Linked DNA regions of Mus musculus: all the other regions are linked to region 4. Evidence: chromatin contacts called from public HiChIP or PLAC-seq and promoter capture Hi-C data. All regions are on one chromosome and are shown on one strand. Each heading gives the region's core, a stretch centred on a gene start, on an enhancer-like site or on the middle of the called end of the contact. The rest is flanking DNA. Distances are from core to core; before and after follow the strand shown.

Evidence for each region. Promoter capture Hi-C pulls out the DNA fragments that hold promoters and counts their contacts. HiChIP or PLAC-seq counts read pairs in DNA pulled down with a chosen protein or histone mark.
Region 1: a contact with region 4 is called in a promoter capture Hi-C map of liver, with 3 times the contacts expected there. The contact joins the enhancer-like site here to the promoter of Fbxo28 in region 4. A contact is called at or near these places in 6 of 39 promoter capture datasets (the 3T3-L1 cell line, the C10 cell line, hippocampal neurons and 2 more) and 1 of 9 other capture datasets (pancreatic islet).
Region 2: an H3K27ac HiChIP or PLAC-seq map of microglia shows a contact between it and region 4, with 4 times the contacts expected there. The contact joins the promoter of Sde2 here to the promoter of Fbxo28 in region 4. A contact is called at or near these places in 3 of 39 promoter capture datasets (hippocampal neurons, liver and pre-B cells) and 1 of 115 datasets of contacts at active chromatin or transcription factors (microglia).
Region 3: a promoter capture Hi-C map of hippocampal neurons shows a contact between it and region 4, with 4 times the contacts expected there. The contact joins the promoter of Lefty1 here to the promoter of Fbxo28 in region 4. A contact is called at or near these places in 4 of 39 promoter capture datasets (cranial neural crest, hippocampal neurons, neutrophils and 1 more) and 1 of 115 datasets of contacts at active chromatin or transcription factors (pancreatic cancer cells).
Region 5: a contact with region 4 is called in a promoter capture Hi-C map of hippocampal neurons, with 2.5 times the contacts expected there. The contact joins the promoter of Parp1 here to the promoter of Fbxo28 in region 4. A contact is called at or near these places in 1 of 39 promoter capture datasets (hippocampal neurons) and 1 of 9 other capture datasets (pancreatic islet).
Region 6: a contact with region 4 is called in a promoter capture Hi-C map of hippocampal neurons, with 4 times the contacts expected there. The contact joins the promoter of Cnih4 here to the promoter of Fbxo28 in region 4.

The regions. Positions count from the first base shown.
Region 1 is chr1:181,255,720-181,259,746 of GRCm38.p6, forward strand. No RefSeq gene overlaps it. Among named protein-coding and RNA genes, the nearest start is that of Gm39718, 29 kb to the right of the region's middle. Within about 2 kb of position 2,067, at least 322 of the 459 cell types and tissues checked have an H3K27ac peak or open chromatin away from gene starts, as enhancers often do. A contact at or near this core is called in liver, pancreatic islet and pre-B cells, where this site is marked.
Region 2 is chr1:180,849,231-180,853,383 of GRCm38.p6, forward strand. Sde2 (SDE2 telomere maintenance homolog (S. pombe)) reads left to right here and starts at 1,921. Exons shown (of 7, transcript NM_145943.1): 1 at 1,921-2,062. The coding sequence starts at 1,943.
Region 3 is chr1:180,932,722-180,936,963 of GRCm38.p6, forward strand. It overlaps Lefty1 (left right determination factor 1), which reads left to right and starts at 2,301. Exons shown (of 4, transcript NM_010094.4): 1 at 2,301-2,638; 2 at 3,826-4,072. The coding sequence starts at 2,389. Gm39715 (a long non-coding RNA gene) reads right to left here. Exons shown (of 3, transcript XR_865785.2): 1 at 3,867-4,242.
Region 4 is chr1:182,340,191-182,344,522 of GRCm38.p6, forward strand. It overlaps Fbxo28 (F-box protein 28), which reads right to left and starts at 1,416. Exons shown (of 5, transcript NM_175127.2): 1 at 1,133-1,416. The coding sequence starts at 1,399.
Region 5 is chr1:180,566,709-180,571,102 of GRCm38.p6, forward strand. Parp1 (poly (ADP-ribose) polymerase family, member 1) reads left to right here and starts at 2,183. Exons shown (of 23, transcript NM_007415.3): 1 at 2,183-2,445. The coding sequence starts at 2,326. It overlaps Gm31986 (a long non-coding RNA gene), which reads right to left and starts at 2,191. Exons shown (of 4, transcript XR_001779573.2): 1 at 1,270-2,191.
Region 6 is chr1:181,149,016-181,153,610 of GRCm38.p6, forward strand. It overlaps Cnih4 (cornichon family AMPA receptor auxiliary protein 4), which reads left to right and starts at 1,916. Exons shown (of 5, transcript NM_030131.3): 1 at 1,916-2,046. The coding sequence starts at 1,978.

The DNA of each region.
Region 1 (4,027 bases), core at 817-3,316, 1.1 Mb before region 4:
AGGAAGCTGTGTTCACTCCCCTTTCATATGGGCAGCAGGCTGCACTCTGGCATCGATGATAAATCGACAGGTGACTAACATGGATCTTAGCATGATTAAGTGACTTGCCCAAGGTCACATCATTAGCAGACAGTCACTTAGAAGCTTGAACGTAGCTCTACTGTAGCAAGTAATGCTTTAATGCAGAAGTCTTTCTTAGCTGGATGCTTTCTAGGACAGTCCTGCTACAGGAGGTTCCTTAGACAAAGGATTGGAAGGAGGTCGGGTAGGAGCATGGGCAAGTGTGAGTCTTCCTGGGGACAGGCAGGGTGAGCTGAGGTGTGCAGAGTTCTCTCTCGTTCTGGATGGTTGCCATCGAGGTTGTGAGCAAGGGACTTACTTCCCCGGGGGTGACCCGTTGTGAGCAGATTCCAAGCTAACTGCTAAGATGAGCCCAGACACAGGCTCTTGTCTTCCCCAGGACCTCAGAAGTTGGAGTCAAGCAATCATATTTGCTGGAAGAAATGGAAATTAGGGTCTTCCTCAAACTCTGCTGGAATACGCGGGTGGCATGAGATAGCAGCCGCAGTTGCTTGTGGGAACGAAGCTGGTCAGGAAGGGGTTTCTGATGGACACGGATAGGAGGCAATAGCGCCACCCTCCTTGTAAAAAGTCTTGATCGCCCAGCAGGCGCATGAGAGTTGTGAGCCTCAGCTAACTTCAGAAGCCTTCTAGCTCAGAGTAGAGACAAGCCATCCAGCTGGCCTAGGCTGCCAGCCTGCCAAAGAGGAGGTGGGGGGAGGGGACAGGGGTGAGACCCCGTGCTGTCCACCCAGAAGACAGCTGGCGGGCGGGCGGCAGGTGGGTGGAGGTTAGCGGGCCACCCCTCCCCCTGCCCTGCGGAAGCAGCCGAAGAAACTGTACCCTTTTATTGTCTTTGCCACTGGGTGTTTTCTGGAGTAATTTAAACACTGCCAAACACAAGCCTTCCATCCTTTCTCTAGCCATTGAAAGGAAGCGGCAGACTTAAAAATCATCTGAGTGGCGAGGACTGGGCCAGGAAGACGGGAAGGGTGGAGGGAAGGGTGAGACGGAGGTGAAAGTATGTGGTTTGGCGGGTGGGACCAGGCTCGGGTGATGGGCCGAGACCTGCGGCAAGCAAGGGAGGAGTGCCCAGGCTTTGCTGGGCGGCGACCTCAGCGGGCAGGAGGCTCTGGGGAGGGCGCGGGGCGGGGACAGGCGACCTGCCAGGGCCAGTCACCCCCCTCCCCCCCCTCTGTGGGAGGAGGGCAGGAAAGAGGGCGGCCTTTATTCTGTATTAAAATCCTCCTCTCTACCTAGGACACGGTGTACTAACCTTGCACGGTATTTGATCCTATGCAATCAGTCTGCACTTGCCAGGCAGAGTCTTGGGGCCTCATGCATCTGCCGCACAGTCAGGGCGTAGACCATTGAGCCTCCCCTTCCCCCTTGCTGGCTTTGGTCTTCCTCTTCTCTGCTTTCCCTTCCGTCTGACACCATCCCACCCTTCCATTTCCTTCCTCGGGTTTGGGCTCTAGAGGAGCAGAACCCGCCTCCCTTAATTCCAGGTTCTGGGTGAGGAGGTATCACCAGCCCTAGCCAGTACCATCCGGAGGGTTTCGAGCCTCGGGGCTCTACACGGGGTGGGTCTTCCCTAATCTGGTCTTCGCACAACCTGATTATTGTACAAGCGCTGTGTTTGGTAATCTGGAATATTTCTCCCCAAGGCTGTACGGGTGTGTACGGCAGCTGTGGAACTTAGATAGACAGACCCGGGCTTCGGGTGTGTCTACCCGCGGCCCTCCTGCAAATCCTCTGTGCTACTCACGTCTGGAAACCTGGTTTAACCATGAGCAGAGTGAACCTGCTAGAGTCCATACTCACTCGAGCCTCTCCACCTGCAAAGCGCTAACAGTAACTTGCTTGCTTCTTAGGTTGTTTGGGGACTGCGGTTTAAGCGAGTCCTTCCCGAATTAGATCTGGGCTCCAACCCCAATGTTGCCACATGACAACTGACCTTGGCCTCTGTTTTCCAGTACGGGAGGGACAGTAACAGAACCACCCTCACTGGGCCCGCGGTGAACTCAGCTCAGTGCAGGATTTTTAAGTTGCCTAACACAGGTTGCCTGTCATAGTGAAACAGGACATTTTTTTTTGTGCAAGTAATTTGTAAACTGTGGTGTGTTCTTTAGAAATGTAGGCGGTTACTCGAATGCCAACAGGGTGAAATTCTGGGTTCCTGCCCCACTTTCTAAGGGAAATTGATCCCCAACCTCGCCCTGGGCACCCTGGAAGTTCCCTTCCTCAGCACTTCTGGGACCTCTGGGTGGGAGAGGCTGGTCCTGTGCTCCCTGCTCTATTATCCACCCCTCCCCCTTCACTTCACATTCTTTTCTGGAACTCTCAGCAGCTCTGGTAGGCTTCAATCCTGGAATCCTGTCCCCAACCTCTCTCAAAACAGATCTCGGACCACCAAGTCCATCCTGCTTTTCCTAGAGAGCCCAACTCAATCCTTCCTAGAGCTGGGGGGTCGCCCTCGCATCCCATGTAAGTCTTCCTCCGAGCTCTCCTATGATAGAGCAGTAACTAGCCCTCTATGCTGAATCACACTGTTTGAGTTCAAAGTCTACTTGGAAGCTAGAAGGTACAGGCCTGTAATCCCAGCACTTGGGAAGCCCCGATGCAGGAGGCTCGTGAATGCTGGACAAAGTTATGTTACATACTGAGTTTCAGGCCAGTGTGAGCTACGTAGGGAGCCGCCATCTCAAAGCAAAACAAACAACGAAACTAAATACAAACCCAAGTCCACCTAGAGCTAGCTTTGAGATGCTTTTGTTTTGCCTTGCTGAGCCTCAGTTTAACCATCTGGAAGATGGGAAGCCAGCAGCAAATGTTTCACTGCCCAGCTAGAAGGAATTAGAGGAGACTGCTTTGGAAGAGGCGATGTGAAGGTCAAGGTGTTGGCAGAAGCACAGTGCCTGGCATAGCACACCTGGAGGTTAGGTACAGTCCTGTGCTGCTGGATGCTTTCCATGAATGTCCTCCCCTCCCCCTCCCCGGGGGGCAGAGTATGGCCTCTTTGCAATGGACATGCCTTCTTTTGTATCACAGATCCTGGTCAGATCAGTCAGAGTGCACGTGCCTTGGGTACTCAGTCAGATGTGACCTCATCCCCTCAGTCATGGCTCTCTGCAAATGGACAGGATACTATGTAACAATAATGACTTGCCTCAAGTTTACGGAGCTCCATAGGTGGCGGCCCTTTCCCTGGTATCTCAATGAACTTACACAAGTATATCAAATCCCTGGGGCAGACATAAGTATCCACTTGATCTCTGAGAACACTGGAGATTGACCAGACCTCGGGCACTGAGAGAATTGGGATTCTAACTCGAGGTGATCTGTCTCTAAGATTTTGTTTCTTTTTTAGTTTATATTGTTTTGCCATTCGAACTGGATTATAGCGCCCCCTTTGTGTGTGTGAGTGTGTGTTTCTAGTGACATCATACAAACCACTGTTGGTCAGTAAAGTTGATGAGCTGATAATTGATTTTTATAACAGTCTCTAGGTGCAAAGGACTTTGAAGAGGCCAAAGCTTTAACTGTAAGCTCTTTGATCTGTGATCCATTGCACTAGAGGTCTGGTTCTTTTCTTGAAGTGGCCGGCTTTAGGGTTTAACTCACTTGTTACTTGGGAAGCCTACTCCCTTTCACTCCCCCAGAAGTTGGCAGTAAGGCCCACGGGCAGGTTTTCTCTATTTTAAGGTCTCTTGATTACAGGATTTTGATCTTTTGGGAATGAATCTCTCAGGGCTAGTGAATCGTTAAGGGATGAATTCATTTATAACAAAGGCAGCTGGTGTTAAAGGAAATCAGATAATGACCTATGAGGTGGTGTGATCGTCAGACAGGGGCCACACTCTGAGGGTCGTTACAGGCAGGTACTGGTACACATAGTATCACCTCTTTGTTCAAGACTCCAGGCACTGAGAAAGCCAATACAGTTTCTGTTGTCTCCCCACTTCTG
Region 2 (4,153 bases), core at 671-3,170, 1.5 Mb before region 4:
GTCTCATTCTCTCTCTCACTATTTAAATGAATTTATAGGTACCAATTCAAATTGGTTTCTGTATCCTCCGAGTAGAATGTCCTAAGTTAGTGGAAAATATGTTTCTTTAGATGCACACCAGGAATAATTAAGTTAGACTGTAATCCATCAAACAGCCAACTAATATTTATGTAACATCTATTTTGTGTATTTCACGGTGTAAGGAGCTCATTGTGAAGGTTTAACAGATTATAGATTGCTCAAGAGGTCTGTGTCCTTGAAAAGCTAATAATGGTTATTTTGTATTTTAAATGACAAATGCTTGCTGGTTGCTTGGGTCTTCTTCATAACAGAGATTTAAATATAACCGAGGGGTAAAGAGTGAATTCATTCAGACATTAGGTTTTTGGAGAGCAGTAGTAGATAGTTGTAATAAATGACGTGGACTTTTCTTGTTAGAAGGGAATCCTTCTGGGACTTTCCAGCTTACAAAGCATTATTCTGACAAAGAAATGTTACATAACCCTAAACTGACCATGATCTGGTTCCTTGCAGAAGAAGAAGCTGCCAGGCTCTTGAAATGGTCATTTGATTCCCAAAAGGTGAAAAAAATAAATTAGCAGTTAGGACCACATGCTAACGGACAGAATGGGAAAAGATGGAAGGTCACATGCTTCCCAGTTTGTCTGGAAGGTCACATGCTTCCCAGTTTGTCCTGCTTACGTATCGGATGAGACGCCTGTAGGCCTCTGGGTTACTACTACAACACTCATAAAATACTGCTTCTATGCACAACATGCTTTGTGTAATTATTCTTCATCTCCTGGAATCTTCATGGAGGCCCGCTTTCCCGCCTGTGTGCACCAACAGATCTATAACTCCACAGAACTGCAAGTCCTATTTTTGTTCATTTTCACAGTTAAAGGATTTCAAGATTTTGTGCTTTCTCCTCAGCGATTAGTTCCATCGGCCTGCATCTTAACAGCCGAGAATATGGCTCTGCGGGCCAGGGCATCTGTGTTCAGGAGACTGAGTTATCCTCCCGATAATCCTCCCAGCTTCATGCTAGCAGCTTTTAAATTGTTTAGTATTTCAGAGACAACATCATCTCAGCATATTAAATATTAAGGGCCTCCCTCAGCACCCGAACCTTAAAGTTGTTCTCTGTAAAATCTGCGCGAGTGTTCCCAGGGCACAGAAAGAACGTTACAGCGGGGGTTTTTGGAAGCAGTATGGCTATAAACGTCACTCCCGCCCCTGCCGTTCACAAGGGCCCATTTGCTGTGAAATATTTTGAAAACACAGCTGAAGCGGGGACAGCGCAGAGCGCAAACATGCAAAAATAGGAACGAGCCGAACGTGATGGAAGGAACGTGAAGGGGGGTTCAGGAAATGAACATAAACCTCTAGGGAACTACGCAGGCCGGGGCTGCGGTTTGGGGACCACTGGGGGCCGTTCTCTAGGACTGGGAGGCCTCGCGGGTAGAGGAAGCCGTTTTTCTCCCCGCAGCACCGGGAAGCAGTGGCTGCCTGGGACACAGCCCTCCCAATCCCAAAAATAGCTGCACAAACCGGAGTGGCGCGCTGGCCTGCGGCGCTGGGCGGAGCCACGGGCAGCTTATCACCCCCAGCCAAAGCGCTGTAGCCCAAGCGCAGCAACCGCGCCCAGAGCTCGCCCTTTATAGCCAGTCCCTTGAGCCCCGCCCTAGCAACCGCCCCTAGCAACGCCTAGCTCCAGCGCTCCGCGGTCTTATCGGCCTCAGGCAGGCCTTTCCTGTCCCCCTCCCCCACGCCAGCTCGCGTGACGCCGGGCCACGTGACCGCCTTCCGGAAAGGCGGGGGTGAGTGGTGGAAACCCGGGAGGCGGGGCGCTGGAAGACGAGGCCTTCCGTCATCGAGATGCGACCGGATGGCTGTGTCGCCTAGTGCCTGTCGCAGTCCAGAGGTTCCGTCACCAGACGAAATGGCGGAGGCTGCGGTGGTGGCGTGGGTTCGCGGCCCCGGTACCGTGTGGAAGGCGCTGCCGTGTGCCTCGGTTGGGTGCTCCGTGCGCGATGTGATCTACCGACACTGCCAGGAACAGGTGAGGATGGCGGTTCCCGGGAAATGGGGGAAAGAGATCACCAAGCCAGGCTGGGTTCGTCGTTGGGTGTTTCTGACTAATATGGGGACATTCCTCTGCTAGTCTATGGCAGTCGTTGTTTTGTCCCCACGTCGTAAGAGAATCTCCGTCCATTTACTGCGCTTTGTCCAACCTCGACTACAAACTCTCGTTCTGTTTCTTTTATCCCCCCAAATGATACCTTTAAGGTTCTCTTCTTACATTCACATTATAGATAGGAATATGCTTTCTTACCGACCCTCAGGACACCCATCCAGGCCAAAGAACGGTTAGAGAAGGATATGGAGTCATCCTGACAGAGCCAATCACTCACAGATATTCTTGGGCCTCTTTAGACTCTGCCATGTGGATATAAAACCCTGGTTAAGTGCTTCTAAAGTTTTAAGCTTTAATTCCCAAAGAAGCAGGCTTATACTGACTAGGAAATCTCAAACCTCTTCAATCATCTAAAGAGTTTACTGGGTTCCCTGAGTCTAATTTTAATCTGGGCGTTTGGTATAGAACAGTTTTTCTGTATGACTGCGCCTTCGTTGTAGTCTGTTTTCTCTGCTTGTTATGTAGAAACATAACAAATGTTAAAATACCAAATCTGTTCCTAAAGAGACTTGGATGAGTTCCAAGAAGAATATGTGATTTTCTAATTTCTTTGTCCTTTAAAAAACAAGGACAAGAAAGTCTTTCCTTGTAGCCCAGGATGTTCTGAACATACTGGAGGGCTGGGATTATTGGTGTGTCCCACCACATCTAGCCTTTGTTTTCTTCTCTATTCTGCGGTCTAGTAAGAAAAACAGAACCTTTTTTTAGCCATTCGAATTCAGATACTTTCCAAAACAGGTGACTTTTCAATGTATTTGAAGAATAATTTTCAAGTTTTATTTTTAAACTTAAAATTGATCCATAAACAATAGAATCTTAACAATGAGGAGTGTTGGAAATACACTTTTTTGAAAGGACACAGAAATAAGGCTGGGCCTGGTGGTGTATGCCTCTAATCTCAGCACTTGAGAGGTTTGGGGGTTCTTAGCCACGTCTCTATAGTGGTTTTGGGGCAGCCTGGACTATGTGAAACCCTGCTTGAAAGCAAAACAGCCTCCTATCACCTCGTCCTTAGATTTAACAGAGGCACTGTACATGGACTATGGGAGTCCAGACATCCAGAAAAAACCCCCAATAGAATTGAGTTTGGAGAACAGGTAAGCAGAAGCAGTTATCAGAGAGCATTTGAGTCTGTCTGTTACTTAACAACAGTAAATGTGAGTGCAAGCAGCTTACTAAGGACAGTTTGATGAAATAGGAAAAATCAAGATAGTTCAAGTTCAAGCTATACTTTTTAAAGCAAAACGGTTCTGATCCATGAAGAAGTTTTATCTCTCGCTGAGAGAGGAAGACCTCTGCCCTGTTGATCATTAGCCTTAACAGACATCAGTAAAGGTGACTACAAGTTAATAGGAGACTCCCAAGGACATACTGCAGTAGTAAAATGCTGTAAGGACCTTGACAATCTACTCCTTTCTTATTTGCTGGGGGAAAAGTTGGTTTTAAAAACTGGAGATGAGAAGAATTCGGCTGCTGAAGGTGTCAGTAAGACAGCAACTTTCTGCTGCCCTTTGTCATGAAGGCCCAGGTGTGTGTACAACTTCCAATTAGGGGTTCCTGAGTAGAATATTCTGCATCCAAAATGTGTATTTCCAAGGGAAGAGGAGCCTGGTGTGTTCAACGGTTCAAGCCTGACGTTGGTCATTTAAGTTTCTCTTAACCTCTTTTCTTGTAGCGATGCTTGGTTTTCTTGTTAGGAACTGGAGACATTTGCCATGGTTTCTCTGTTTGCAGCTCCTCACGGCAGAGGGTCAGTACATTTGACCTTAGTGGACTGCACGTTGTCTCTGGTGCTTAGGCTGGTAGGCTGATCCTGCAAAGGTGTGGGTGAATACAGTGTATTGGAACATTTATAATCTACACATTTGGGAAATGTATAATCTACACATTTGATAAAATAGGAAATTCTTCCAAATTCTTTTTTCTACTAGAAACTTAATAGACAGGATTTTTTTT
Region 3 (4,242 bases), core at 1,051-3,550, 1.4 Mb before region 4:
CGAGGAAACCATTCCATGTTGTCTGCAAGAGAGGCAGAGAATGGTGCGCAGGAGGAGCAAAGGAAGAGCCTGTCTCTTCCCACACTCCTTCCTTCCACAGATCTGAATGTTCCTGAATTCTAATTATTTTTAAGAGAGTTAAAAAGAAAAGAAAAGAAAAGAAAAGAAAAGAAAAGAAAAGAAAAAGAGAAAGAAAGAGAGTCAAGTTACATCTTAGAAATTTCACCTCTCAAGTATGTTAACAGTGTAAGAGGCAGCTAGAATTTCTTGAGCACCTACTGTGTACCAAGAGGCTTGCCAGGAATTCTGGGAACATGGTGGTTAAATGGCTAATTTCTGGGGTCTGTTTTCCCAGAGGGAAACTGGAATCGCCTTGAGAAGACTCTCATTTCCCACAGTGGATTTATGTCACATTGAGGAGGGTCTGAGATCTGCAGAACTTGTGAGTGTGGTACAGCAAGGGTTTGAATTCAAACCTGCAGGAAGGAGAAGGAGCCAACAGCCTAACACGCTCTCTATATCCCTGTCTGTACCTGAGATGCTCTGGGAGAACACGGAGTCCACCAGGGCATGTCTGGAAGTCCCTCTGCACTGCCCACCAGAAGCCACATGGCCTCGGGCAGGGGTTAGGATCTCCACATGTGGGGCCAGACTGCCCATGGCACCTGGGCTGGCCTTGGAGTACTTGCTAAGAGAACACAAAGTGTCTGCTCTGCTCAGTGAGGGCATCCTAGACACCAGGAGCTAGCCTGCAAAGACTGTCCTGGACTTTAGCTTCCCTGACCTCAGAGGCCCTTGGGTCTGATCCTATGCCTAATGTTAGCCATACACTTAACTCTGCAAGTCCCAAGATGACTTCTGTTCCCATTGCAGTGTTTGCCCCAGCAGCCCAACCTCTGTTTGGAGACAGAGAGTGGTAGGAAACACCAGGCTTCTTTTCTTACTTAGCCCTCATTTCCCTCGTGATTGGGCCACTGACCACCCCTGGGTCCTTTACACTGGTCTCGAGCCAAGAAAGGCAGCGCATCGTGTCAGAAGCTGCAGACTTCATTCCAGGGCCCCCCTCTCCTGGTTTGGGGCCTGCTTTCCAATCTCAAGCCTGACCTGGGTCAGACCTGGGCAGGAGCCATGGGGAAGGCAGCTGCTCTTCTGCATAACAAAGGGTGGCCCTGCTGGAGAGCCAGGGAACACACCAGGGACGAGTCTTACAATCCACTATGGTTTCTTCATCTATCCCCCGACTAAGATTGTCTGAATCTGCAAATAAAACCTCTAGATACTGGTGTAATGCAAATCCCAGGTAAACAGTGACTGATATATTGTGTAACCAAGTCCCAGATTCAGTACGGGTTTTATTTGGCAGCCCTACCCCTGGCAGCTTGCTCAATTTTATTTCTCCAGCGCACAAAGCCACAAATTCACACTCGGGTATCCCAGCTGTGTCTTGGAGAAGGCTTAGCATATTACTGGTGTATAGCCACACACCCTTGTCCCCACCCCAGCCACATGCCCCTGTCCCCAACCCAGCCACACACCCTGTCCCCACCCCAGACACACACCCCTGGGCAGGACTTAGCAGAAAATAATTGGAGCTGTGGAAAGCCCTTCGTGGGCACCGATCTTAACTATGTTGCCCCTCGTCTGAGCCGATGTACTCTGGCTCAGAGATTGGGATGGGGTAGATTTTCAATTCTCCTACAGCAAGAAAGGGAAAGGATAGGTTGCTCATTGGCGAGTCCCAGGCTTTGCAACCAAGGAAGGTCCCCCAGCCCCCAAAGTGGAGAAGCCTCACTCTTATCAGCCCTAGAAAAGTCTTTTGCACACCTGGGAAGCAAGTCAGTTGGAGAGCCCAGGTGTTGATTGACATCTGGTTCTCTCCAGGGTTTAGAAGCAGTGATGGACAAGACTACAGGTGCACATTCCAGACACTGGGAGCAGGCATCCAGCAGAGAACGTGAGACCTCCGCGTCGTCTCCAGGACCCACCTTCCATCCCATGCTGGGATTGAATTTAGGGCTTCACGTGTGCAGGGCCGGTGCTGCTCTACCACTGAGCTATTACCACCCCTGTCCTGAATGTCCTAATTGGTCAGACACCCTTAAGTCAATGGTGAAGTATATGGCTAACAGACAGCGGTGACCAGATGTTCTCAGTCCAGACAGGCTTTTGTGTCCTTTCTAGACAGCCCCTCCTCAGGACTCAGGGGCTTGTTTCATGCTGAGCTCCCAGGAGGTCCCAGGGGTGTGACCTCTCTTCTTCCTCCCTGCCCCCCACCCCAGGACCAGCTATAAAGCTGTTCCGTACCGTACCATTCCTCCGCAGACTCAAGACCCTTTCAGGACACCTCAGGGACACACACATCCAAGGCTCCTCTTCCCGGACAGCACCATGCCATTCCTGTGGCTCTGCTGGGCACTCTGGGCACTGTCGCTGGTTAGCCTCAGGGAAGCCCTGACCGGAGAGCAGATCCTGGGCAGCCTGCTGCAACAGCTGCAGCTCGATCAACCGCCAGTCCTGGACAAGGCTGATGTGGAAGGGATGGTCATCCCCTCGCACGTGAGGACTCAGTATGTGGCCCTGCTACAACACAGCCATGCCAGCCGCTCCCGAGGCAAGAGGTTCAGCCAGAACCTTCGAGGTGAGCCCTCCCCTGTTGTCCTTGGTCTCTAGGAAAGGCCGGCTGATCATGCCTTCCTTCCACCTGTGGTGTGTATGGACCCTTGCCTTGTGGTGCTCAGAGTCAGTCATGGGGGTGGGGGGCACAGGGTGAGGCGGATGTTAGAGGGGAGAAGATCTGGGAGGGTGGGCACTGGGGATCTGGCTGTGCACTGAAGGAGTCTCAGGATGGGAAAAGCGGGGCTGTGCTTGCTGGTAAATTAAGGAGCAGAGAAGAGGGAGGAGAGTGGAAGAAAACAGAACCCCTGGAGCAGTCAGGGCCAGGTAGAACTTCCTGGGGTCACTGCCTGGACGAGTGGCTGACTATGTCTTGCCATGGACAGAGAACAGTGGCTGGGTAGAGGCAGCCCTGGGTGACAGAATTTGGGAGAGAGAGAGAGAGAGAGAGAGAGAGAGAGAGATTGAGAGAGAGAACAGGTATCCAGCTGTCAAGTAGCAAAGGCCTGTGTGGTGGTGTAGCATTTTCCAGCTGGAAGCAGCCCTCATGGGCACAGCCACATCCATAAACTTACTGTCCTGTGGTACCTAGGCCTGGAGATAGAAGGATGCTGGTTCTGAACAGGCAGGCAAGGGAGATGTCTGCTGAGGATAGGTGTGGCTGGCCTCTCAGGTAACCAACCACTCTGCTATCCCAGAGAGTGAGCACACTGGCTGGAGCCATTTAGGAAGGTGACAACTCCCTGAACACTTGCCCCAGGGTTCAGCAGTCCTGACAAGGATATTCACAGACTCCTGTTCCACTGAACGGAACCCCTCACAAATGCATCTGTCTCTTAAGAAAGGCACCTCGGGCTGGGCTTCTTTTCTCTAGTCTCTGCAGCCTGATTCTGTATTCCTCCCCCAATCCTCTCCTAAAACCTTCCAGAAAGAAGCCAGCATTGCCACGCTCTGGAACCCCTCCAGCTCCTTTCTTGCACAGGGTTCCAAAGTCACCACTAAGTGTGCAAGAGTTAGCATTCAGGGCCTCATTGCAAACTTTATAATTCCTGAGTAGAAAGAAAGACTTCTTTTTCATGTTGTTCATGGGCTTCCTGCTTACAACTCTCCCTGAGGATTTTTAAGGAATCTTGGCCATTGGTCTTGGGTCTTGCCACCCTGGAAGTTATCTGGTACTTGTAGAGGCCCGGCTGACTCTGTCCTTGTCCACAGAGGTGGCAGGCAGGTTCCTGGTGTCAGAGACCTCCACTCACCTGCTAGTGTTCGGAATGGAGCAGCGGCTGCCGCCTAACAGCGAGCTGGTGCAGGCTGTGCTGCGGCTGTTCCAGGAGCCTGTGCCCAGAACAGCTCTCCGGAGGCAAAAGAGGCTGTCCCCACACAGTGCCCGGGCTCGGGTCACCATTGAATGGCTGCGCTTCCGCGACGACGGCTCCAACCGCACTGCCCTTATCGATTCTAGGTATAGTCTCTCTCTCTCTCTCTCTCTCTCTCTCTCTCTCTCTCTCTCTCTCTCTCTCTCTCTCTCTCGAGAGTTGGGAAGTGAGGGACTCGCCCATGCAGGGGGAGGGGAGCAGCAGATGATAGGGGTGTGTACCAGACGGGACAGACTCCTCCTCCAGGGCCTCCCTA
Region 4 (4,332 bases), core at 166-2,665:
TTGAATGAATGACTGCAAGCTGTTTTTAAAGATGATTTCCTTTGAAACACAATACTGGTCAATTTAGAGATGGAAGAATAGGGCTAAAATATGGCATAGCGATGAATAAGTAACCGCCACACACAGCACATTCAGAAAGATGTCTTTGTCCTTTTATCAACAATCCCGAGCACATTTAAGTGACTACATCAAACCAGCTCACAACCACTTCAAAATGTCCACCTCCTCCAATTTCCTAACCACCTAAGGGGAAATACCCCGGTAGGAAGTGAGATATCTTCCTGAACCAAGTAATTCATCAAATCTTCGGTCAAACCTCAGGGATGTAGTAAAATTCCAATGGCAATTTTTTTTCTTTTTAAATTTTGGCTAGGACAATGTGTTATTTTTAGGGTATAATAAGTAAACCACTCCGACTGCAGGAGGGTGGGCTTGAAGCACATTTGAAAAAAAAAAGCAAACAAGCGGGAGGGGGTAATAGCTTGACAAGGGGACAAGTTGCTTCGCTATAGTAAGGAGTGTCAGGGAGGCAAAGCCAGTCAGGTCATCATCTCCCAGGGCTCTACTTTAGTGAGCAACTAAGGCTCTGGGGTTTTAAACGCACAACACAACTGCAATCTTAGAACCGCAACTGGGGCTCAAGGGGGAGCGGGGGGGGGTGGGGGGGGGACAGCCAAACCCCCTTCATCCTTTTCAAGCAGAAAGCCTGGGTTGGAGGGACAATACACACTATTCTTGCAACACAACCCAAGCCTGGCTGGGATCCTCTGCCCACTTGGGAGTGAACTCCAGAGCCCGAGCGGGCAGTCGAGGCAGGCGCCTGCCCCTTCGGGAGTCCCTGTCGCCGGTCCAGCCGGGCGGAGGGCACCAAGCCCCGCTCCGTTACTTCTCGCAGGCGGGCGCGTCCCGGGCTAGGGGCGAGGAGACCCTCGGGGCGGGGCGAGGCGCAGAGCGGAGCCTCGCCCGCCCGGCGGTCGCGATGCCAGCGCGGCAGCAGCAAGCACCCCGCCGGCCGTCGCCAGCGCCACTTCCCGGCTGCCGGGGACGCGCGCGCTCCGTGTCCCGAGCCGGCGGGGCTCCCTCCCCAGGAACGCGCCGCCCTCGCCGGTCCTCCCCAGGCCTCGGCCCTCACCAGGCGGAGCTGGCTAATTTCGTCGTAGGACATAAAGCTGAGGATGTTCTCGATGGCTACGATGGGCAGCGCCACCAGTGTGTTGTTTTGGGGCAGGTGGTCCGGTGCCAGCGCGGGCGCGGCGGGTGCCTGGGACCCGGGCGGCGGGGCCTGCGACGGGGGCGCCGGGGGCTGTCGCTGAGCGGAGCCGGCAGCCGAACAGGAGCCGCCGTCGCCGTGGCCGCCGCCTCCTTCCTCAGCCATCCGCTCCTCAGACGCCGCCGCCATCTTGGGAGTTTGATTCCTTCCTCCAATGTAAGGGGATCGGGACACTTCCTGTGCGTCACTTCCTCCTCCTGGGGGGGGGGGAGCTTAAGGAGAGGGAGGAGCTCGTGGGATGACAGCTGGAAAGAGAGGCGAGCTTTCGGTGCGTCCATCGGAAAGGAGGGAAGATAGTGCACACTTCAAGAGAGGTGGTCGTTGTAGCTCTTTAAAATCGGAGACTGCCTTGTTAGAGTGGAAACGAGCAAGGATTCCGCAAACCCTAAGAAAGGCGGTCGTCATAGTCCCTTTCATCTGATAAAAGGAACGACAATGGAGCAGTTTTCTTTAAAAGCAACTCGCCAAAGGATGATAAAAACCATATCACCTTCATAAGTTTAGACGGAAATTTGTATTTAGATCAGCATCTCCCAAGAGTCACAGTGATAATTGCAGCATATAAAAAGGAATAAAACACCGCTAGTTTAAAACTACAAGACAACAGGTAAACCCTGAAAGCACATTAATGAAATAAAAACACAGAGTCACACACCATACGACTACTTTTATGTGAAATGCCCTATGTAGGCAGGTCCATAGAGTCAGGGGCGAGAGAGAGAGAGAGAGAGAGAGAGCACAAGCGAGCTTACAACACTTGGTGCACTTCCAGAAGACCCGAGTTTGGTTTCCAGCACTAACACTGGCCTTTGGTTTCCAGCACCAACACTGGCCTTTGGTTTCCAGCACCAACAACTGGCTGGTTTACAACTGCTTAACTGAAACAGAGTGGATTCGTGGTTGGTGGAAGTTGGGAATAAGGGAAGTGTGGAAGACAACAGACAGTTAATGGGTGCATTGTTTCTCACTGGAGGAATAGCCAGTGCTCTTAACCTCTAAGCCATCTCTCCAGTACCTGAATTGTGTGCTTAAAAAAAAAAAAAAAAAAAAGACTTTTATTCTCTGTGAATCAATTTAGGTGAGAACCAATGAAAAGATGCTAAAACCAGAAGACAAGCCTGTGGTAAGGTGTAGCACGTAGTCTCAAAATAACCCACTTCTCATGTAATGCATTAATCACAAAATAAGAAAGGTATGATACAGAAATTCAGGGAACAGGCTTATAATCACATGATTAGGAGTACCACCACAAGTTGTGGGAGGAAAGATCATCACGTGCCTCTTACTAGGACGCCCCATAGGTGACCCAGCATAATGTAGTATTATTTCATGCATAAAAATACACACTCTGCATCTGAAGTAAACAAAGTCAGGTTGGACTTGGTGGTGGTTTGGGTAAGATTGTTTCCTACAAGTTCAGATATTTGAACACTCAGTTCTGAGTTGGCCTTGCGCTTTGGGGTTTCTTTGGGAGGTGGGGCCTAGCTGAAGGAGGCGTGTCACTAGTAGACAGTGATTGCTTATAGTCCCACTCAACTTCCAGTTTGCTCTCTGGTGGTTTGTGCTGGAGGGTGAAGATGTGGTCTCTCAGCTTCCAGCTCCTCCCGCCATGCTTGCCACTTCATGCTGTGTCTCCTCGCCATGATGGACTCTTTCTTCTGTAACTTGCCTTCGTCCTGGTATTTTATCACGGTGACAGAAAAGTGACTAACGTACAGACTTGAACCTGTACTGATTCTGTCTTTGACTCCCATGATTCCAGTTCTTAGGTTTCATCCAGGATAACCAAAGTTCCGGTGCATGAGCCGTCTCGAGCACATTCAAACCACACGCACATCACAGAGGGCTGGTTAGTATTCAATATGTATTTTATGTCTAACTGTTTTCCAGACGTTTGCATATTCATAATGCGTTGATTTTCTCCCTACTAATAGACTGTAATTTTACTTTTGTGCTTAGGGCGTTGCTACCTCTTCAGAGAACCAATTTCAATTTAGTCTAAATGGAAATGATTTTCTACCTAGACTTATTAAAGTTAGAAGCTTTCTTGATGGGTTAAGTTGAAATAGAATTTCTATAAGAGGAGACGAGTTAAGTACATTATAGAAACTCTCACATGAAAAAGAGCTTACAGAGCATCCTGTAAAAGTGGACCATCATCCCCTCAGTCAGCTCTTGTGGTTTGTCAATCCACTCCTTACACACAGCTGCTGTGTGAATGGATCCTACAAACTGCAATCCTTTCCCCATAACTCTCCGTATAAGGACCACCGATTAATGCTCAGATCTTTTGGTCTGAACCACAGAATACAAGTTTGGGACTAATTTTAAGCAGTTCCTGCCACTCAGCTCATTCCAATTTTTCTCTCTTTATATACATGAGATTCCAACCGTTACATTCCCCATGCTTGTTTGAGGATAATATTGTTATTGGAAGCACTTGGAATTGAACTCATGGCCCTGTGTGTGCTAGTCACATACTCCACCATCCAGTTATAGCCACAGCCCCTAAAAGTGTTCACAAAGAGAATTTCAAAGCAAATGGTAGTCTGGTTTTAATTTTTAAAGTCGGCCTTTATTTTGGATAGAGTTACCGACCAAAACGAACAGGTGCACTCTGAGGAGAAATTCTGAATTCCAAATGTAGTTTCATGCCAGCCAGATATCAGGAGTGCTTTACAAGACAGCAGTTTCCAGTAGGGGATGGACACACACTTCTCAAGATTCACCTGTGTCTAGTTTCGTGCTTGGGAGATGTGAAAGAGAATGAGATCTTCCTTTAGAGCTGATATTAGGATAAACTGAGGCAGGAAGTGAGTGGCACCTTCAGTTTACTTATGTGCGTAGTCACTTGTTTGGAGACAGGGACTCGGGATCCAGGGACTTCCATATGATAGGCTCGCATGCCACCACTAAGCTACCTTTCCGGCTGTCCTGGCTAGTTTTGTGTCAACTTGACACAGCTGGAGCTATCACAGAGAAAGGAGCTTCAGTTGAGGAAACGCCTCCATGAGATCCAACTGTAAGGCATTTTCTCAATTAGTGATCAAGGGAGAAAGGCC
Region 5 (4,394 bases), core at 933-3,432, 1.8 Mb before region 4:
GAGGGCACAACCACATACGGGGTACATATCCCCACACACACATATACATAAACAAAATGGATTTTCCTTAATAATATTAAGAGCTAAGCATAGCAGCATACACTGTAATCCCAGTACTTGGGACAACAGAGGCAGGCAATGATTTCAAGGCCAACCTTGGCTATATAGCAAGATAAAGATAAGTCTGGGTTCCATGAGACTCTATGTCCGAAACATATAGGTGTGTGCATGTCTGTCTGTCTGTCTGAGTGTACATATTTATAATATGGAATTTAGAAAAAAAAACATTTTAAGCTGTCTTGGCTTCCTTCCTCATCGCCATGATACAATGACATGGCGAAAGTGAGTCATGGAGAAAGGGTTTATTTTACTCTTAGTCCATCATGGTGGGGAAGTCAAGGCAGCAATGGCTTGAAGTAGCTATCACATTAAATCCTGCATTTCTGCAGACAGACTAAAGATGAGTGGACAAATGACGGACGTGTGCTCTTCACTGCACATGTCTTTGTAGTGGGCAAGCTGCAGCTGTTTGTGGACATTCTGAAGACTTCCAAGTAAATGCAACGGTTCCTAAGTTGTTTTTGTTTTGTTTTGTTTTGTTTTGTTTTCCAGACAGGGTTTCTCTGTGTAGCCCTGGCTGTCCTGGAACTCACTCTGTAGATCAGGCTGGCCTTGAACTCAGAAATCCACCTGCCTCTGCCTCCGGAGGGCTGGGATTAAAGGCCACCACGTCCGGCCTGTTTTTTTTTTTTTTGTTTGTTTGTTTGTTTATTGCAAGGGGGAGAGTATGGAGAGATGGCTCAGAGGTTAAAAGTACTGGTTACTCTTTCAGAGGACTTGGGTTCGAGTCCCAGTTCCTGCATGGCAGCTCACAACCATCTGTAACTTCCTCCAGTCAGGAGATATGAAAACGTCTTCTGGACTCAGCAAACACCAAACACACATGATATATAAATATTTATACAGGCAAAACATGCCTGCAATTCACACATTGTAATTTGGTCTGGGAGATTTTCTGTTTTTTAAGTCTGAGATAGGCTAGCCTGCCTGGTTTAGACCCTCTGCAGCAAAGGAGAATTTGCTGGGGTGGTTACCCACGGGATCAGTTACAAGGCAAAGTGGAAGGACCCCACTCCCTGGACTAGGTTAGGGAACAGCCATGTGTCCTGTCTCTCTCTGCCACGAGAGGGTCTCAACAAGGGAGGGCAGGGTTAGAAAAAGAGCAGCAACAGAGGAAGCACAAAGCAGATACCTAGAGCCAGTTCATACCTGCTCAATCAGGAATGATTCATAGACAAGTAGGCCACAGCTCACCAGCCAGTTTGCTGCCAGACATGCAGTTTACCCACACTTTAGGACACAGGCAAGTGGATCTCTGTGAGTTTGAAGCCGACTTCATCTTCATGGCCAGCCAGGGCTTTATAGTGAGACCCTGCATCACGCTCATATAATTATTAAAAAAAAAAAAAGACCAATAATGTTAAAGATTGTAGTGCTACATTAAATAACAAGATCTAACAGTAGCAAGTTTAACAATACCTATAACTTTAATTGTCGATAACCTAAAATATTTTGGGATCTCCCCAGGAAAATATCTGTTGCCGGAGATGGTGTCACACGCCCTTAATCCCAAGCACTCAGGAGGCAAAGGCACATGGATCCCTGTGAGTTCAAGGCCAGCCTGATCTACAGAACAAGTTTCAGGGCAGCCAGGGCAACACTGAGACACCCTGTCCTGTGTTAGCGCGGAGATGGGGGATGAGAACACACGACATCTGTTGTAACTACTACCAACTGTCACGGGTTCTGCTCATTCTCTTGGAATTTATAGTTATGCATTTAAGTTTACTAAGAATGAAAAATCAGGCTTTAGTTGGTTTTCTGTGTCAGCAATGTGGAGGCTGCAAAGCAGAATACTACACTTAGGGTCAGCAGGGTTCGCTCTAGACATACCTAGAAAAAAATGCAAGTGGGTGAGGTGGAATTATTTGGGCGAACAAAAAGCCTTTCTGGGACAAACCGACAAAAGGGGTGGCGCCTGTCAGATTCCCCGGGTCCCCGCCCTGGCCCCTTCCCAGAGGCAGAGACCAGCGTGCACAGGCGCAGTCGCGCTGGGACCCAACCTCCCAAGGACACGTGCTGAAGCCCCGCCCTATGAGCTGAGGCCCCGCCCTCCGCGCGCGAGCTTGGGGGGGCGGTCCCGCCGCTAGGCATCAGTAATCTATCCTGAGCGGAGGCGGCTCTGCACGCTTGCGGGGGAAACCGACACGTTAGCGGAGCGCACCAGCGGCGGCGTCGGGCTGCCGCTGCAGCACGAGAAGGAGGATGGCGGAGGCCTCGGAGAGGCTTTATCGAGTGGAGTACGCGAAGAGCGGGCGCGCCTCTTGCAAGAAATGCAGCGAGAGTATTCCCAAGGACTCCCTCCGCATGGCCATCATGGTGCAGGTGCGACGGGGCCGGGCCGGAGGCGCAGGGCGACGCGGCCTGGGCGGCTGTGTGGGCTCGGGGCCGCCTCACTCCGCCCTGCGGCTCAGCCGGACCGGGAGAGAAGGGCGGGAAAGACCCGCGGCGCTGCCGCGGAGGTCCTTGAGGCCCATTGGGCCGACCCCTTCCGGGACATTGCGCTTACCCTGCAAGAAAAGCCCGGGAAGTAAGAGCATCTGGCGTAAGTGCCTCTGGCTTTGTAAAGACAAGGGGCCTGCCTCTTCGCTGGGTCTGGATGGTCGCAGAGTTTTTGTTTATTTCACTGCCTTCTCGGCGTCGGGGTGGAGGGTGTGCGCGCGGTCTTTAAAGCTGCTCTGATTTGGGCCTATCTTGTCCCGGAAGATTATTGTCCTCCATGAATACAGAAGATTTTTTTTTCCCCTTAAGCCTATTTTTGATGATCCTTTCAACATCCGCTCACTCTCGGTATTTCTATTTTAGTTATGCAAAGCAGTGCCATTTCTTTACAGTGCATTCGCTTTGGGCCTGATTTCTACTTGGAAATAACATTTTCTCCAAACTTCCCGAGGTCTCGGCGCTTTCTGCAGCTATCTGGTCTCTTCACTGACGCTTCCGAGATGGTCAGGAGGTGGTGGGATGACGGGTCCTGGCGTTCCAGTGGCTCCTGCCTCCTAGGCTTCTGGTTTTGCAGATTCCTTCCCGTCTTTGCTAGTGTGGTTCTCACCTGCCCTGTTCCCACCTCCCCCAAACACTCAGTTACCCAAGCTCACGCTGCTAATGGTCGAGGCAATTGATTTCCCTTGCTGTCCAGCTGCAGTAATGTGTTTTAGAAGAGGCAGGCTAGCCCTCAATGGGGCTTCAGTTCTTAAGGGGGGGAGGGAAGGGGGAAAAGACATTCACCCAGTGGGTACCAAGATACCACACTGCTTCTATTATTTCTCCTTATGGGAAGAACTGAAGCTGTCATCTTGGTGCCCTCGGAGAGACTGCCTAGCTCAGCATTCTTGCTTGACACAGTTCTCATACATTCTATACATATTTATTAAGAAGCAGCTAGGCACGGTGTTAGTGTCTATAATTATCATTGGTGACAAAAATGTCGGGAACTGCTAGGGACGTCTTTGTTGCTTGCATTTATGACGGGATGGGGAACCCGTCCTGGGCTCCTCCTGCTAGGTTAAGGGGTATGGGAAGGATTGATAAGCCTTGTATCTGATGGAACTGAGTGCTAGGCAGAATGCCCTGGGGAGGAGAAGCCCAAGATGTCCCAGTCAAGTGTGGGAGCTTGATTAAGAGTTTTTATTCACAGAAGTGGGACAGGAAGATGGAGATAGCTAGAATTTGAAGGACAGTTGAAAGCCCCATTTCCCACTGAGGTCTTTGAACTTTACCCCACAGTTCCCTCCTCCCTGTGAGAAGATAAATAGAGCTCTCTGGGCTTAAGAGAAAGCAAATTTACATCCTTGCCAGTTTGTAGATTAAACCCATTATTCCCTCGGTCTTGAATATAGCAGGAAAGCAAAATAGTCTTCGGCTTATATTTTCATATTATTTTATGATTGGGGATTCCTCAATTGTAACAGCTAGTAGAGGGATATTAGTAAAGTATAAGGTAATGGTATGCCCAGAATTAGGTTGATTGGTTTTGAGACCAGATTTCAGGGCTGATGTCTGTGATGCTCTGGCCTCCATCCTGGAGTGCTGAGAATTACTGGCCTGCCTCTACTGCCACACCCAGCCTTTCAAATGGTTTTGTTTGGTTTTTGGGACCTGGCTTACTGTCATCCTGCTGGCCTTGAACTCAAAGAGATCCACCCGCCTCTTCCTCCCCAGTGATGAGATTAAAGTCGTGTGCTACTACACCTGGCCTTTGAAGTGACCCTTCCATACTTTACAGATTTTATTAGGCATCTGTACTAGCCAGAGAATAGCCGCTCTGTGAAAGATGA
Region 6 (4,595 bases), core at 666-3,165, 1.2 Mb before region 4:
AGGAAATCTTTTCGTACTGTCCAGAAACATCACCTGTCAGTAAAAAAGCCTATGGCCAATGAACTGAGGCAGGATTAGAAGATGGGACATCCGGCAAAGGGAAATGGAATTCTGGGAAATAGTTAGACAAGGGAGATATACCCAAATGCTGAAGGAGATAGTTGCATAACACTGAAGATAGGTAACCAATTATGTAGCGGGACTTAGAATAAAAAAGCTGGGTAATTAAGTTATGAGCTAGAGAATAACCCGAAGCATTAAGTCATTATCTTGGGGAGCTTGTGTGCAGGTGGAAAAGCCTGATGCTACATTTCCCGGTATTTGACATTGCAACAATGCTTTTGAGTTTTAGGTAGAATTAAGACAAAATTCATCATAATGGGAAATGGTAATTTAATAATTGTGGTTAGCGGGGGTGGGGGTGGGTGGGGTGTGTGTGTGTGTGTGTGCTGTAGAGATGGCTCAGTGGTTAAGAGTACTGACATCTCTTTCAAAGGTCCTGAGTTCAATTCCAAGCAACCACATGGTGGCTCACAATCATCTATATTGGTATCTGATGCCCTCTTCTGGCATGCAGACATATATGCAGGTAGAGCACCCATACATTAAAAAATTTAAACAAACAAACAAAATAATTGTGGTTAATTGTGGTGTGAGCTATTACATTTTCTCAGGATAAAAGACCATCTAAGGGATGTAGGACAGGCCCAGTGTGGTGGTAAAAAGGGTGCTGGATCCGTGGAGATGGAATTACAGACAGTTGTGAGCTGCCATCCAGATTCTGGGAATGGAATCCAGGGAGCCATCCCTCCAGCACACCCCCTACCCCATCCTGTTTTTTTTTCTTTTTTCTTTTTAAGCACAGCAAGTGCCTACTGTCTTGGGCCTCTCTGCTCCTTGTAAATCGTCCAACCCTGTGTGAAACCCTCAGCCTGGTCTCTGCTGCTCTTCAGGGGTTTCTTCCTGCCCTTCAGGGTACTTGGGACTGCTTTTAATTTCTGTGGTTTATTCTATCTCCCCTACACTTACTATGCAAGGTGCAGGCTTGTGGGTGCCTCCCCTCTCTGTTCATTGTGTCTCTTAAGACCTAGAACAGTGCCTCACATACACTACCTGCTTTAAATTTAAATTTAAAATGAAAGTTAAATAAATGGATGAGCGAGTGAATGGCTGCTGGAATTGGCTTCCAAAGGCAACAGAACCCACCCAAGTTCTGTTTTGAATATTTAGTTGCTACTTTATTGCCCTTTTAACCACCAGAGCAGTTGTTTGCTCTGTTCATCTCTGCACTTGAAGTGTACAGTAGCTCTTGGTCTATAGTAAGGGTGTAGTAAAAATTATTTGCCTCCCTCTTTAAAAAAAGGTTGATAACTGGATTCTGTAAAATTCTTCAAATTCAGAGGTGAGAAAGCTTGCTGTTATCAAGAATTGGCAAGCAACTGGGTAAGTGCTGGGGAAACAGGTCAGGAACTGAAGAGCAGAACTCAGTGGCTTTGTATTTGAGATGAAAAGTTATAGAATGCAGGAGGGTAGAGAACAGGCGTTAAAGCAGCCATGTGTGGAGACCTATGCCAATAATCCCAATGCAAAGAGACCCAAGTTAGAGGCCAGGCTGGGCTTACAGAGCAAGATCATACCACTCGCATACAAAGCGCATTCCACAGAAACCAACAATGATAGGCAAGGAAGGATGGATACAAAGTGAAAGAGAGACAGAAAATTTCATATGATAGGCAAGGAAGGATGGATACAAAGTAAAAGAGAGACAGAAAATTTCATACAGGGTGAGTAACTTCATGCAGTGGATACTAAATGAGGGTGAGGTCCACCTGCTATGCTCCCTGGGCACTAGTGAACTTCATTTCCCATCATGCATCGCGTCGCGGAGGTGGCGTTTTTGGACCACAACTCCCGGCATGCCGCCTATCCCAGCGGCGCGGCCCGAAGCTGGTTTGACGGGCGGAGCGGCGGCGGAGGATGGAGGCGGTGGTGTTCCTCTTCTCGCTCCTCGACTGTTGCGCGCTCATCTTCCTCTCCGTCTACTTCGTATCCTTGGTTGAAGCGGGCCGCGGCCGCCGCTCGTTCCCAGGGCTACCGCCGGGGCAATGGGCAGAGGGTGGGCCCGGCGGGCGCTGGCAGGTTGGGGTGAGGGGGCGGCGGCGCGGGCCCGGGTCGCGAGCGGAGGAGCCTCGCTGCGCCTCGGGCGGGCCTGAGCCAGCTCCCCCTGCCTCCTCTTCGCCTGCCTGGGCCGCCGGGGGTCCCCGAGAGAGCGAAGCCGTTCAGGGGCATAGCCGGCCGGCCTGAGGCTTTGCCGCCTTCTCTAGTCCCCGGCAGCACCCTTGCCCCTTTGTCCTTGTGGGTGTCTGCCCTTCTGGAGACTCCCCACACCCAGGAGATGACTCATTCCAAGAACTGGCGGTGTGCTTCCTTCACGTGCAGTTCTTTAGGGTTTTTGAAAGAAGCATCCACAAAGTGTTTCTGGTTGCCTTCCGCAGTGGACTATCTGTAAACTCAGTAACTATACCTGTGGCTTAATCCCCAGTTTCTAAACTTTATATATATATATATAAAATCCGTGTTAACATTCAGTATTTTCTATAGTTGTTTCTGTTACAGGTTTCAAACAGTATTTTCCAGACCAGTACATGGTGTTCTTCAGCCTAGCACTGTAGTAGTTGTGTGATGTGACTTCAGTACTCTCAGTCCTTGGGGGATGATAGTCTTTGTTACAGCACGCTGCTGTAATGCAGTAGTGTAATGCACAGACCACTTTTAAGTAATTAGATATGACTAGTAAAGTGCTCCAGGACCTGTGGCTGTTGCCCCTTTCCCTATGAAATCACGTCCTCTTTTCTGATCGAATTGAACTTTTTGTTTGTGCAGCCCTGGAATGGCTGCACAGAATATATTTCCCGCTTTTATGATGAACTGACAGTTTGTCTTAATAGGAAGAAACAAACTTTGGAACTATGAACCTTGCCCAGTACTGTATCTTACCTGCTTCGATTTTCTTTAGGATTGTAGATATGTATTTCCTAAATATACACAGTGAGAATTTGTGTCAAACACCCAGTGGCTGCCCAATTGAAATTATCTAGCAGCAGTTCTTACTTTGATGATTTCTCATGCAAAGAGCCCTGTGTTTTATTAGCTTTGAGGAACTGAATAAAAGGGCAAGATCTCTTACCTAAGTTCCAATGACCATTGTTTAGCTTATGATATAAGGGACCAGAGCTGTTTGACAGAAATGCAACAACAATTTTTTATTATTTTTGTAGTTTGGAAAATTTGATCATTAAAACAGTCTTGGTGTATAACAGATCATGTATATATGTACATGTTAGCTGGAATGTTGAACAGTGGTTACACAGTCAGGGCACATTTTGGTGAGAATTCAGATTTTACAGTGTTGTAGGATTGTTGGAGTAATTGCGTTACAGAGAGTAGGTGGGAAATGGTCAGAGTAGATTTCATGTAAACTATAGGAGTGTGTGGAATTAGAATAGTGAAGAAATCTACAGGGGAAAGGGGACAGATATTTGCAGTCACTGGTCAGAGCAAGGTGCAGGGCAGGCATGCTTATTTTTGTGTGATGGGTAAAGATCAGGAGCTCATGGTTCCTTAGGGTCATCATGAGATCAGATGGGAAAGGAGGGTTAGATCAGATGGGGGGGGGGTTTCATCCTGCAAGCAGTAGGGAGTCGCTGCAAACTTTTGACATAAACAAAATGACTTTAGGTCAAGGATACACAATTTCTGTTAGAAATAAATTCATGAGATTTTTTTGTTGTTGTTGATCTGAGGGTGTGGCTCAGCTGTAGAGTGCCTCCACAGAATGGATAAAACGAGGAAATACATTTATTTGGTGACAACAGTTAACAAGGTATCCCACTTGTGAAAAATGCTAAGACTGAAAGTAGACTGATTTTACCACAAAGTAACCATGAGAAGGGAAGCATCTTGATTGACTAGGTTTTATCATTCTACAATATATATATATATATATATATATGTTCAAATCTGTTATATGTGATAAAACATATAATTCTGTTTCTTTAAATGCTCAAAAGGCAATAGTTTGCTAGAAAGATGAATCTACAGAGTAGATTGAAAATGAGAAAGATTGGAAGGTAAACCAGTCGAGTTGAGAGTCTTCTGAATTTGAATTATAGTGTTAATTGTGTTGGCATTGACTGATTATGAGTATGTGGGGAAAGTGGTGAGTAGGAGGTATTTGGTTGAGAATATTTTACTTTTTTACTAAATTTTACCTTTTTTTTTTTTTTGAGACAGTGTTTTAAGTATCCCATCATAGCCTTGAAATTCAGATTCCTATGTAGCTGAGGGTGGACTTGAACTTCTAATCCACTCATCTCCTGAGTGCTAGAATTGCTTTCTGAAACATAAATACTCAGACAGTGTAATCCCCGAGGCTTGGCAAATGGCTCTAAGATAACGTTCCTGCTGTGCAGGTGTGAGGACTCAGTTCTGATCCCCAGCACTGGGGGGAAAAAAGACAGAAGCATCCCAGGGCCTGTTAGCCAGCCAGTCAGTCAAACAGCAAGCTTCAGTCTTAGTCAGAGGCGGTGTCTCAC